Linked DNA regions of Bombyx mori: all the other regions are linked to region 3. A link is a contact called in public Hi-C data. All regions are on one chromosome and are shown on one strand. Each heading gives the region's core, a stretch centred on a gene start, on an enhancer-like site or on the middle of the called end of the contact. The rest is flanking DNA. Distances are from core to core; before and after follow the strand shown. Region 1 holds the start of LOC101736421 (protein split ends). Region 2 overlaps LOC101736421 (protein split ends). Region 3 overlaps LOC101736421 (protein split ends).

The links. A called contact is a pair of places that touch in the nucleus more often than the background predicts.
Region 1: a contact with region 3 is called in a Hi-C map of midgut, with 2.2 times the contacts expected there. The contact joins the promoter of LOC101736421 here to the enhancer-like site in region 3. A contact is called at or near these places in 3 of 7 Hi-C or Micro-C datasets (midgut, posterior silk gland and whole pupa).
Region 2: a contact with region 3 is called in a Hi-C map of middle silk gland, with 1.8 times the contacts expected there. The contact joins two enhancer-like sites. A contact is called at or near these places in 5 of 7 Hi-C or Micro-C datasets (middle silk gland, midgut, posterior silk gland and 1 more).

Annotation. Positions count from the first base shown.
Region 1 is chr3:8,392,109-8,396,818 of ASM3026992v2, reverse strand. LOC101736421 (protein split ends) reads left to right here and starts at 1,757. Exons shown (of 18, transcript XM_038018574.2): 1 at 1,757-2,176. The coding sequence starts at 2,094. LOC134201373 (a long non-coding RNA gene) reads left to right here and starts at 3,645. Exons shown (of 2, transcript XR_009976635.1): 1 at 3,645-4,710.
Region 2 is chr3:8,366,888-8,371,882 of ASM3026992v2, reverse strand. It overlaps LOC101736421 (protein split ends), which reads left to right. Exons shown (of 18, transcript XM_038018574.2): 2 at 239-553. Among protein-coding and RNA genes, the nearest start is that of LOC134201371, 7.8 kb to the left of the region's middle. Within about 2 kb of position 1,967, at least 2 of the 8 cell types and tissues checked have open chromatin away from gene starts, as enhancers often do.
Region 3 is chr3:8,330,673-8,335,393 of ASM3026992v2, reverse strand. All of the region lies in intron 2 of LOC101736421 (protein split ends), which reads left to right. Among protein-coding and RNA genes, the nearest start is that of LOC134201372, 17 kb to the left of the region's middle. Within about 2 kb of position 1,348, at least 6 of the 8 cell types and tissues checked have open chromatin away from gene starts, as enhancers often do.

The DNA.
Region 1 (4,710 bases), core at 508-3,007, 61 kb before region 3:
AAGTACAATTGAGCAACATTTTAACAAACAAAATGACCGTATTTATGCTCAAAGTTCTAAGGAAGCTTCCCAATTAGTCGACAGAGTGCAAGGTGGGCACTATCCGACTTCAGTGATGGTTTGGTGGGGTATTACTATGAAGGAGTGACTGAGCCATACTTTTGTGAAAAAGGTATCAAAACATCGGCACAAGCGTATCATGATGCCATTCTTAAGAAGATAGTAAAGCCCCTTAACAACACCATGTTCAATAATCAAGAATGGTCCTTCCAGCAAGACTCGGCGCCAGGTCATAAAGCTCGGTCTACGCAGTCTTGGTTGGAAACGAACGTTTCGGACTTCATCAGAGCTGAAGACTGGCCGTCGTCTAGTCCCGATCTTAATCCGCTGGATTATGGTCAGTTTTAGAGAGTACGGCTTGCTCTAAACGCCATGATAATTAGGAGTCTCTAAAACAATCCGTACGATTGGTAGTGAAAAAAATTTCCCATGGAAAGAGTGCGTGCTTCTATTGATAACTGGCCTCAACGTTTGAAGGACTGTATTGCAGCCAATGGAGACCACTTCGAATAAGCTTTTTATACTTTAAATTGTTTTATATTTATGTATTAAACTAACACACTGTAAAAGTAATAAATGTTATTTGCCATAGAATTTTTTTTGTTTTCCTTTGTAACAACAGTATTTATGGCCAGACAGTATAAATTATGAATAATGTACCAGGGATCCTAATGATTTAAAAAAAACAGTATTTTGTAGTATTAGAAATGACACTAGAAATGGTCAATTTATTTAATTCTTACAGGCTTGACGCATAAAGACAGCCATTATACTATACAATGGAGACTTAGACTAAATGTCTGAAGAGGGTGGCAGCGTTCAGGTTGCGATGGCTATGGAGGTCAGTAACATTCTAGCACTAGATAAGCCGCGAGCTTTTTTACCAGTCTGCACAATAAAAATATAAATTGAACTTTTGCACAAGGGATCTGGGAATCGGTGCCAATTTGATAATGCGAAACTCAGGTATTACTTATAACAATTTGTATCAAAACTATAGGCGATTAACTTCATGACCTGGCGTGAACATATATTGGATTACTTTTTTTTCTTTGCTGGAAGTTTTCTATTGAGGTACCTATATTTTGAACGGAACTGATAAGTAAAAAAAGGTAATGTGAGTGGTATACGTCAAGATAAAATTTAATTTTCGCTTTTTAGAAAATTATCTGGAAGTATGAAAATATTGTGTTATAATTAATTATTTTGAAATATGTACATAATACTTATTTCTAATTATATAGCTATAGCCTTCATAAAACCCGTTTCTAAATAATAAAATAAGTCCATAATTTTACTTAGGCCTGCAACACTGCAGTGTCTTTCTCATTAGTTGGAGCGAGAAATGCGAGAAAGAGATAGTGTTTTTGCCGGAGCGCTGGCCAGCGGACCCGAGATTGCTAGATCTGGGAAATTATGTTTAAATTTTTTGAATGCTTCTTTGGTCAAATAAACTTCTTTAAAACAAGTTACCTAGTATACGCGTACTTTCGTCTTTTTCATAACTATTTTCAACGTATTAATGTTAGGAGCTCGTAAGAAATGTCCACCAAAATTTATATAGAGGTTGTAAATAATAATGACTGCTATATTCATTTACGAAGTATTACAATAATGAACAGTGTTTCAATCTATAAAATAATAATGTTTTTCTTAATTTACAATAATTTTACTCAAAAGCTAGGAACACTACTCCACTTTGCGCGGCAGCGGTCAGAAGGCGGAGCCTATCGGCAAACTCGCGTCGAGGCTCAGTTCTCTGTCAATTCGAGAGCTGCCAAGAGTACGCACGCGTCTGTTACGTAGTGTGTTAATAGTGCAGTGAATTACGGTGTGGAGATTAACGACCCAAGTGATGTGAAAAAGTGTTGTTTTCTTGAAATAGTGCATTGTGATTTGATTGATGTGACCATGAGAAAGTTTGCAATTGTGTGAATTGTCAACATGTGTGCAGCACAGTTTTGTGCAAAATTATTTTTTGCCACGTAGCGATGCGGACGGGTAATGATTCCTAATGTGGAGCTTGAAGCAAGATGGTTAGAGAGACTCGGCATCTGTGGGTTGGAAACTTACCCGATAACATTCGTGAAGATCGAATAAGGGAGCACTTCAAACGGTACCTAAATTGATTTGTTTTGAATAACTTTTCAGGAAGCGGAGCTGGAACTGCATACAAACGGAAAAATTGTTAATGTTATGATTAGAGAGCTTAGCCATTTTCATTATCAAATTATAGTATCAGTAACTCAAATTGCAAATAGGCTTCTACGTTTGTAGTTTAATTGATATTGGTCAAATTGCATTCAGATTTTTGCTTCATATTCGGGCATTTAAACTACCTACACGAATCATAACATAACCGTCAAATTTTCACTTAATGTAAATTAGCAAATGATCACATACTATCTACTTGCTTGGGTTACGGTTTGTTTATCGTGTTTAAGCTACCAGTGAAATCAGTTTCTGCTAAAAACAAATGTGAAAACAAAGTAAACAAACAACATTCGAGGTTACGGTCGTGAGTAAAGCCAGGCTGTCACAATGGGTTCACAAAATGTTTTGATATATACTAATGTACAAATGTAGTAAATCATTAAGGGCTCCAAAGTTTAAAGTATACGAAGTACACATTGATACCAAAGAAGCATGTTGTTATTTGTAGCTAACATGTATGTTTGATGATTAAATCTAGATGTGAATAATTATATAAAATATAATATCAAAATTCACGCAATACCACATACAATATGATCGTGGTATTTTTAAAAATATGTGAAAAAAATTTAACAAATAATTATGTACTCCATTGATAATGTCCATGAGTGACTGTGGCTGCTATGATGGTGGGCCATAAGCTTATCTGTTTTTTGATGGAACATATAGCCTCTGTGCACATTGTGGACGTCAATAATGCCACTGGCACACCCAAGTACTAGACAGAGACCACTCTTAATTGTTGTTGGCAAACAAATAAAATGTTGACATGTCACAAGGTGGAATTTTGTTTTGAAACAGAAAAAGAAACATAAAAAATATCTCTAATTGAAAAACTAATAATAATCTTAAGTTTCCGGTGAAGCTAATAAACAATTTTTAGATGATTTTGAACAATAATGTTTATTTTATTTTATTCATTTAATTGTTATATATACCAACAAGTTTTACTGATAGTTTATATTTGGAATATCTTTTGATTACTATTAGTCTAGGGAGTTTCTACATATTTCTTTCTAATCTAGAGAAAATCATAATCAAATTCATGAATAATAGTTCTTGAATTGATTTATGTAACCTTGAAAGATATTATTATTTTTTATTATAGATTTTATTATAATTACGTGCAAAGTAATAATGCTTTAACAATAGTAATATTGTTCAAATGTGTATCTACTAAAACACAATTTGGGATAATTTAAAAAGAAATACAATCATTACTTCATTCTTGAATAGTTTAACAGTTCAGTACTGTATTTTTTTCCATGTACTGATTTTTCAACAAGCTTTTAATAACTTGACCTGTATAATCTATTAAATATATATGTAATGGGAAATTTGAACATAATTTTTGCCAACTTTCAGACATCTAATAACTTGAATTACATGGACCAAGGACTTATGACCAAACAAGTATTTTATTATTTTGGCTTAATACCCTGACTGAAGATCAGCTGCATCAAATATAAATTTCTATTTTTAGTTCAGCCTGCTATAATCTAATTTTTTTTAACTACATTTTGTTTTTTATTTGCTTTTAACAAGTTGCAGTGATGTCAATAAAAAACCACCTTTAGAAGAAAAAAATATGAATCAAAATGATAAAATTATGTATAATAAAGAAATATATTATGATTTACCACTAGCTTAATGAATAATATCTGCAACATGATCCTTCTCAATGGTTACTTATGTACAGCTTTGCTGATAAAATTGCTAATCATTTCACATGACACAGAATGAAGTACTCCTATGCAGATTAAATATTGAAAGTGGCTCAAAATAACTAAACTTCAACATTCTAACACTTTATTGTTGCTAGCTACAATTTTCTTTCCATTTGAATCTTCAGAGACTAAGTCTGTCTGTATATTGGCACAAAAAATGGCCACAGTACGTCTTTGTTTCATGTAATGTAATCTAATGATCAAAATATTAGAGTTTTTACAAGTAGATTAGCACCAAGACTTGACATTCTCATAATAATTATTACAAACCTGGTTAGATATTTGTCTGAATTACTTAAAATACAATAAGAGCATAACTGGAAAATCCTCATTGCTCAATAAATTATTTTACTTGTTAAAATTCAATATTTCTTATCAATATGAGATGAAGTAAAAAAAACAAAGCAAGTAATATTGTACAGATCTTTAAGATATACCACTAAAAATAGATATATAAGATACTAGCTGTAACCGTCTGCTTTGGTGGGCATTTAAAATTAACATTATTATTTCTCACCCCCACAAAGATTCTCATCACTAACGCCCCCGCAACTAGTGTAGGAGTCCAACACTCATATAAATATTAGCCTATCCATTAAGTACATGTATTTTCTACATGGAAACCAAGTTTCAAGTCAATCGGATGCATGGTTCAGTAGTTATAACCGAACATCTGTAAAAACCACTCTAGATTTATATATTAGTATAG
Region 2 (4,995 bases), core at 718-3,217, 36 kb before region 3:
TGTTCGATTGCTCAGAAAATCGTTCCCTCTTGCTTTGCTTGATGTTTAAGAAAAATGTTGCCTTGAGTGCATATTATGTGTTGTAACTCTATTTTGATTCTTATCCTTGTATGTACGTTTAAAATAGTTACGCGCCTTTGCATGTTGATGTTTGATATTTGTGGCGTGCATGAATATACATGCTATTGTGTACTCCTCCCCCTATTGTTATTATTAGATGGTAAATTATTTTTTACAGTTATGGCCGAGTCCAGAATGTCAAATTGTTGGGTCGAACAGAAAGCGTACCCACAGGCGCAAGCGTCAGTGGAAACAGTGGAGTTTGTGCCACTGTTGCGTTCATGGATATCAAGTCTGCATCAAAAGCTCACAATATTGAGCATGTGCTTGACGAACGCACACTTACCACGGAGTACTACGAACCTGCTGCAATCCCGTCGTCTGCGGGTGCGCCTTCGGCTGGTTCCTCGCCAGCCGGTTCCGGTTATTCAGGCTCTTCGTCCTCCGTGAATTCCATCCCTGTTCCAGCTTCTGTATCACGTTACCATATTACGTAAGTAAATTAAATACATTATGTAAACTTCGTTTGTTTGTTGTCTATACTTGATGTTTAGATTACCCAGAAAACAGCTCATGCATAGCCTCGTGAAAAGAAATGAGAATGATTTATGGCCTTGTTAAAAATAAAATTTCAAAATTTATCTCAATATTCTTTTCATAAGAAAATGTTAGCTGCTTTGCTGATAATTCGCTTACATAATATTTAATGCACCACAATGTTTTTCATCTCCATTAATAGTTTGTGTTACAGTTAACTAAACCAAACATTGTAACATTCACTGCTTTTTCCGTCTAATAAGCATGTTTTTGTGCACCCTGTGTACATCTTGCCGCCGCCACCGTGATAATGATGTGTGTCTACGATCACTACTGTTTGCAGCTGGATTGCAGTGTATGACTTGGATTGCAGTGCAGGATTTATTAAGTGACAGTGAATTTAGAGAAGTCATTGTGTTTTTTTATTGTGAAAGTGTTGTGGACCAAGTGCAAGTTAAAATGTTATCTCTTAAATATCGAGCCTTGAAGAACCTCTACTGCACATCATCATGGTAGGCGGCGGCTATAAACTATAACCGCTATCCTTTGACATAACAAGAGATGTTTTTGTCTATGTAAATACATCAAGAGCATCCTTGCATAAAATTGCAATGCAAGAAATTCGCACGACTAATAGATTTTTTAATATATAAAAAATAATTACTTGAAATATTTTATAGGAACTAAGAGTAATCTTAAGTACAACACAGATTTTTCAATGACAACTCTTTAACATTCAGGCTATTCAAAAATCAAGCATTCGTCGCGCATGTTTTATAATTTCTAGACTAATACAAGTAATGTTTGGTCCGCATAGCACATTACGGTGTTCAGTTATGTTGCACTAGCAGAAAGTTCGGCCACTTTTCATCTTATGAGTTGTGAAACAGCTTTCATTTAATTGATTAAATTGACAAAATATAAGCTTTTCAAACGAAACTTTTCGTAATCATCTTTTGGTAATCATATTTACCACTGGACAAGTTTATGAAATTTCTTTACTTTTAAATTTATCAATGGCTAAAATAGATTCATTTTTATTGCGTAGATGGGTGAGACCGAATTCACGGCCCACTTGGTAAAAACAGTCTACACTGACTACATACAGGAGTTCATAACACGAATACCGCCAACGACCACCTTGACACAGGTCGAAGTCCCAGTTGTATTGTGTAACGACTGTACTACTCTTTAAAATGTAACGTATGACTGTTACGCAGTTAAACAGACAGGATGGTGGTACATACGGGGGTTATTGCTTACAATACGTTCCTACCACCGTCACAGTCTCCTTGTATATCTGAGTAAGTTGCCATTCGTTAGCCCTAAACACGTCATTTCGGATCCTCCCCCACTAATGGTGCTTTTAGGTACCTGAAGCACCGGTCACTGTTCTCGCCGAACCGTCGCTCGCGACGAAGGGTTCGGCAAGTAACCCATAGATACAGCCCACTGAGTTTCTCGCCGGAACTTCTCAGTGGGTCGCGTTTCCGATTCGGTGGTAGATTCTGCAAAGCACTGCTCTTGCAAGGGCCACTGTTAGCAATACCTCTTGTTTTGAGCCCCGAGAGCTTACCTACACGCTAGGGTAAAACTGATATAGCCTTTTAAGGCTATCAGCATAGATAGGAAAAAATTCGGTAAATCCTTTTGGCGCCTTTTACGACACCCACGGAAAAGATGGGGTGATATGTTTTATTTAGGACGACACCATATAAGCAGAGCTTGTTTAATTTCAAGAGCCAATATATTATTTAAGACCGCCACAGTAGTCAGGGACTCCTTATAATAGGTAAGCTTTCGAATAAATGAAATCATGGTCGAGGTTGGTTAGCTGTCGACGCTGATAATTGACGGTATTTCAACGCTTTTGACATCTTTTCATTACGAATGATTTTTGATTGACAACTATAGGTTGCAACATTTTAGAAAATAATACACGATATTTGACCGCTTATAAGAAGACGAAGAGTTGGGTCCTATTTGGACAATCTGAATGTATAAAAAACGTTTTTTTGTTTATGTGAGCTGTGTGGATAGAGCTGGCGGACGTAGTGTGTGAAATAAATGCGGGGTGGCGGGAGATGTTAGCTGTGTGAGCACTATGCTATGAACCAGCCTGCGGAAATCAAGGGATCCTCCCGCGTTTTAAATAATGTGAACCAAATGGACTAGTTGTTGGTACGTGGGACAGTACAAAATCGGGAAAGCGATCCTATTTCAAGAACCGAATGAATTGTTTTACGAAATTATAATATTGTTGCTATAGTTGCTTTTTAGTTATTAAGGCTCTTAGTAAATCACTGTGAATAAAGTTTTTTCGTTCGATAGGCTTAGATCTTCCAATAATGGTTTTATAAAACTTTAATAACTCTACCGAGAAATTAGGAACAATACAAATCTGATACTTCAAACAATTAAAAATAAATTCATTTAGTTACAAATGTAGCATTTAGCCAGAAAATATTATAAATATGTTTTTATAAAGTGACAGATACGTCCTATTTAATCAAACTAACCGTTATTTATACATAAACATAACCTTGCGACCGTTTGGGCAGTCACGTCAATCAGTAAACAACTAGTGTTCAATTCTGTTGGTTATACAATATTTCGTAGGTAATAAAATATAAAACTTATTAACTTACATGAGAATTTTAATGGTAAATAAAGTCGAAATGGAATTGTTATATTATAAAATTTAGTTTAAAAGGTGATATTTATTTGTTTCAAACCGTATCACGGGGTATCTAATGTTATTTGAAGCATGTGCCAGGAGACTGGGCAACCCACAGCTTTGCCGTGCAGACTCTTCTGATGAAGGTAGGTTTTTATTTATTCGTCATTCAAAGATCTGAAAGGTGCACCAATCTGAAAAATAGCGTTAACTTATACGCTGTCTCTCTGGCCGAGACGGAACATCGGACTCGTTTCTTTGTTCAATCATCATTAGTGGGACATCGCCTCGTTTAAGAGAAAAATCCGACGGTCAGGCCACTGCTCTGTTGCAATAGATCGCCGTTTCGTTTGTCGTATGATGGTGTGTTACATTGCACGAACGCACTCTGTAGTTTTTATATTGTAAACTCGCCACTCTTTGACAATATATTTTCTGTAGAAAATAATATTTTTTTTAAATCGAGTTGACTGTCTAAGGGGCTGCTCTCCAGCTACGCTCGGACGGGTAGATAAGCTCACGGGCTCATCGTGAGAGAATTGCTAACACAAGCCCTAGCAAGAGCAGTGATTCGTTGAATTTACCACTGGATCGAAATCGCGACACACTGGAAGAAACGACGAGAAACTAAGCGGGCTCTGTCTATAGGCTAGGTTTAACGTCGGAACTCTCGCAAAGAAGGGTGACCGGTGCTTGAAGAGCCTACAAAGCACCGAGAGTAGATCGGGAGGTTCCGACAAGACATATTTTGGACGATGGTGGCTTTGCGTTGCCCCGACTTCTGGGTGATTATGTATAGAGTTATGGTATCGTCCCGCTTTTTCAAAGAAGCGTTATGACGCTGTCTTCAGATATTTACGCATCGATTCTTGTTGGAGATCGTCGTGAAGATTTACAATCCATACATACCACGGTGTTCCAATGGCTATCCTGCAGATACGGGATTGACTGGCTGAGTTGGATAGAGTTTATTGGGGTGCAAGCTGCGTAAGTGAACACTACACTCGCATAGGTCATTACGGAACGTAAGTAAATGTTGTAGAGTCACCTTAATAGGCACAATTTACATCGCTTCGTCGTTTCAACGTGGATATTATCGCACCCAAGTAAATTCAATAGGCAATCACTGCCTTGGACGATCTAGGTAGCTGAGGCCAGTCCAATTCAGCACTAAAATATAAGGTCTGTGTCTCAATCTTTTTGTCTAACCCTGGCCATTAGACGTATCTTCTGGCTGAACATTTAGTTTTTACTTCGCCTAAATGTTTCATTCAGCAGTTTGATTTTGTATAATCTATAGTACACGTATACTGGTCCACAAAGAGACAATTAGCATTTTTTTTGCTTTTCGCCGATTGAAGCCATGCTAGAATTTTATCTACTGTTGATGACGGAAAATACTGCGATAATATAACGCGCACTCGATTATAACGTCACAATAAACGGCTTACTAATGCGCGAACACTTCTGCATTGTGAGCTGGTGTTTCACCCCTCTTGAACGCAGCTGCTATCCCAATGTCAACGCAAAGCTTTTTAGTCAATAGTGTAATTTCTAATAATAAACCAGTAATTTTCATAAATTAACATAATTACTGGTGATAAAGGTCGTTCGAAGAGCAACACAGACTTCTTTTTTGTACAAGGACTAAGTAAGCTGTTTCCTACTAAAGACAAATTTAAAATTTTTCGTAACTGCTGGTGGTAGGAGAGCGTAATGTA
Region 3 (4,721 bases), core at 99-2,598:
TAGTAGCAACCTCCACCATTCTCACAAGTTTCTGTGGGATTTTAAAGCGCTTGAGGATTCTATATAGAGTCGGTCTATCTATGCTGTCGTAGGCCTTAGCAAAATCAACAAAGAGCGAATGAATACTTTGTGCATACTCCCATCTTTTCTCCATTAACTGTTTCAGAGTAAAGATTTGGTCGACTGTACTACGATTACGTCTGAAGCCGCACTGATAATCCCCAATGATTTTTTCTGAATACGGCTCTAACCTGCTTAGTAAAACGTATGACAGTATTTTGTACGCTGTAGGTAGTAAAGCAATTCCTCTGTAGTTACTGCATTTCTTCCGGCTGCCTTTTTTGTGTATGGGGCAGATGACCCCCGAATACCACTGGACAGGTTGTTGTTCAGATTCCCATATCATTTTAATAAGATTGTACAATCTGGACTGCAAGGTTTCTCCGCCGTATTTCCACAGTTCAGATGGTAGGTTGTCAATACCTCAATGTCCAAAACGGTGGACTCATATTCGGAAGATTCACTACTTACGTTACGAATACGCATTTATTAGATTTTTAAACATTCTAATTTCATCCTTACAATCGCCATTTTCATCGTTACTCTCACTATTTTCATGAAGCGAAAAATTTCTCTTAAGATTCACTTCTTAAAGTTTAAATTAAATCTTTATCTTATAAATCAATGCCAAATTTACAGCAAAATTATTTTAAATTATTATTTATAAATGTTATTAACTTATTAAAAACGTTATACATGCGCGGACTAAGACACGTCCTTGCAGGTGGATATCAACAATCGAATTACGCAATAGTCGGTATTCCGATGCTCCGCACTTTAAGCTAAGCGTCCACAGATCGGTATCGTACGCATCGGACGCATCGCATCAACCGCATTATTTTTTCATACTGCGTCCACTGTATCGGCAGCGATCCGATTGCTGACGCAAGCACCAGCAGTCGGATTGCCGATGCCAGTTTCATTCGGATTTTCTTAGTGATCGTAGCTGTGTTTGTGAGAATGGAGGAAAGCGAACAATTATTTGTCGTTATTGCTTGTTTGTTGGCTAAAGAAGAAGAAAATGCAGGAACATCTAAAAAAAGAAAACAATATCTGGATACACGATATATTCAAGAAGAGATCGGAACATGAAGAATACCACGCACTATTTCCTGATCTGTTAAATGATGACATCAAGTTTTTCCAATATTTTCGGATGTCTCAAGCTAAATTCAATTTTCTTGATGACATCCATCCACAAATGGCGGATGACGCGGCGCGAGCGCGAGGGGTGCGTCCACTGGTCGGCATTCCGTATGACGTCATCGGCTTCTATACAAAGAATACTACGATCCGTTAAATGCGATGCTTCCGATGCGTACGATACCGACCTGTGGACGCTTAGCTTTAAACGCCTTAATAGAGAGTCGCTCTATCGACAGTTCGCGCTCTAAGGGTTAAAAGAATTTGATTTTATTCACAAAGGATTATAAAATTTTTCAGTGACTTGATGCACATTGATGGTACCAAGAAATTTTTTCACACTGGTTACTTCTCGTTCGATTTTAACGCTCATCTATATATTAATACGTGAAGCAAAAACTTTGTACCCCTTTTTACGAAAATTGGGCGGACGGAGCAGTAAGAAATTTCCCACACGATGTTAATATTTTTTTAAATTATGCATAAAAAATAGAATAAATCAATATAAAAAAAATGTGATGTGATCATGTATTTGACACATACATGCGCATACATACTATTTGTTTATTGTCAAACTTTTCTTATTACATAAAGTCTGTGGTCAAATTGAGAATAGATTAAATATTGTTTGTCTTTATTAATATTTGCCTAAAGTGTAGTGTTGGCGAAATCTGAGATTATATAATTTGACAATAGAATCATAATAGTGTACAAACTTATAACTTCAATTAAATAAAGTCGAATTTCCACTACCGGGGGATCACTAGTTTCTTTAATGACCTCATCTAATACAATGCCTAAATTAATTGCAGGACATCTCAACGCATCTTAAGATATTTCAGGTATTTTTGTTCTCAAAGCTCTTCCCTTGCGGATCGTTTTTAATAAAATAATTTATCTTACGTTGAGCTTCATTTTTCGCTGAAAATATATGTCTTAGAAAGAAGTTTCATCTTTCGCGTCATGCTCAAATCACACGTGTACCTAAAACAATAACAAACGTGATATAAATACGGTCTCCTGTCCGGTTGAGCTACACGGGACTATTACTAGGGTACTTTTAATTTCGATTTAATTGAAAGGTAGCACAAAATGTAATGGATCCATATTATTTTACTGTACATAGAAAATATTTAACTGTTATAGCGATTTCAATCTTTTAGGGTAACATTAAAATAAAAAATAATCCTTACCAGTAAGTAGTAAACTGCCGTCAGGGGTACAAAGTGACCGAAGTTCCAAAGAAGGACGCTCGTGAAGCACAAAGCGTTCACACAATTAATGCAGTAATCTTACAAACTTCAGATTATTCAGATTGTTTGCTTTGCGTTTTACACCCAGAAATGCTGTTGCTTAAGCTTTAAAACTACCGGGTGCGTAATGTAAAACATAGACAAGGGGACTGTTCACAAAAAGCGGAAACAAACTTAATTAGACTCATTTAGTTTTATAACATAATGTTTATTAAAAATGAACAGGCGTCCATTAACAGCGAAACAATACTGTTTCAAAAAAAAAAAAAAACGTGTGGCACTCGGGAACTGCCGCGGTAAAGCTATTGTATAGCATTTTTTATCAACTTATGCAATTAAAATTAGACAATTATAATTTAATATTAAAACAATAATAAAACAAGACCACGCTATATTAAACATTAATAAAAGCAAAAAATTCACTGTCCCCTTCACACTCATAAGCTAGACCGCGCGAGAGAGAGATAGGCAGACTTTTCATGATGCGCATGCAGTGTGACGTCACGCCACGCGTTTATTCACAAACACTACACAAGCGCAACGTGTACATTACGTACAAACACAACGAGATGCCCTACGTTGGATTCGGTCCATTTGACCGAATCCAATGTAGGGCATCTCGGATTGTCGACGATCCTGAACTTGCCGATCGGCTAGATCCTTTGGCACTGCGTAGGGATCTATCTTCCCTAAGCATACTTTACAGAATTTACAATGGGGAATGTTCCGAGGAGCTGTTCAATTTAATAGAAGCCGCTGATTTTCGCAACCGATCGTCTCGCCGGAACTATCATCCGCACCATCTGGATGGTTGGCGTTCCACTACAATGCGTTTTAAAAACAGTTTTCTGCCACGCACAGTAAATCTCTGGAATTCGTTGCCATCAGCGGTCTTCCCCAACAACTGCGACATTGGGTTATTCAAGAAAAGAGCATATTCTTACCTGAAGGGTAGGCAACGCACTGGCGTAAACGCTGGTGACCGTGGGCGGCGGTGAATCACTTACCATCAGGCGACCCGTCTTGCTCGTTTGCCTCTCGTTGTTATAAAAAAAAAAACGTAGAAGGCGTAGTGGGGGGTCCGGAAATTTTTTTGCGTTACGGAATTTCTTGATTCCGTCGCCGCGCTCAAAGCCCGCGTAATATCTAGGCAATAGCTTAAAAAACAATTTAATTGATTCCAATAGTTACTGTCTTTATTAATTTACTCTAAAGTGACAGTACTGCCTTCCTGACACGCCAGGGGACTGGTTTTTCAAGATTATAAAGACGATTTCGGTACAATAAAGTTTATTTAAATAGACATTCAACATTGTGTGAAGTAGATTAGGTTATTATCTTTTAAGGCTATCTACAAAGCATATATAATATGCGTTTTCGTCTTTCAATATTGGCCTGAGACAATGAGTTGCCCAATTTTCAGATAAACATCCCTAAAACAAAAGAGAAAAAGTAATACAAAAACGAATCCATGTATCTTGCAGCGTCTGTGATTAAGTCAAATTTTAATCATTGAACGATCACTAATAATAATTTCATTAAAACTGTTTCTGTTATTTCGTTATTTACACTGAACACAGGTTCCCGATAAAACCGTGTAAATATAATCATGAATCGAAATAAACTCAAATATGTGTTCGATTCAGACATTTATTTAAGTAAAACAAGAATAAAACATTTTAGAGAACGCGTACCTATTGAAACCTAACTAAGAAAATTAAGGCTTCATTCATGGAAAAAAATGGCAACATCCGTTACTCTTTCTCTATTTTAAAGTCTTGAAACGAACCAATATTATAATTTATGAATTTTTGGTTTTGTAAGATAATATCTTTTATTTGTTGTGGATGCTTTTATAAAAATAACACAAAATATATTATTAATAAAGGACTCCAAAAAACGGCTGCAGTAACCACCCAAGTACTGTGGTGAGCTCATTCATCGCTTTTAATAAATTTCTATTAGGAACGATATTGATTAATTATTATTATAATATTGTTTAATTGAGAAGCTCTGAAATGTTTTGGACCTTCAAGCATTGAAAAACAATCTGAACAAACCGTAGTTTATACCTAACTTTTATATTACATATATACAAAAAAAAACTGCTGCGCTTCGCATTGTTGAAACTTCTTTGACTTTTAGTATGTTGAAGATACTATGTATTAAGGGGTTAAAGTAATTGCAGATTCGTACTGAAAAACTGAAATTGTTTTTTTCTTCATTTAACATATTTATTTAACAAAATATCTACCATTATTATCT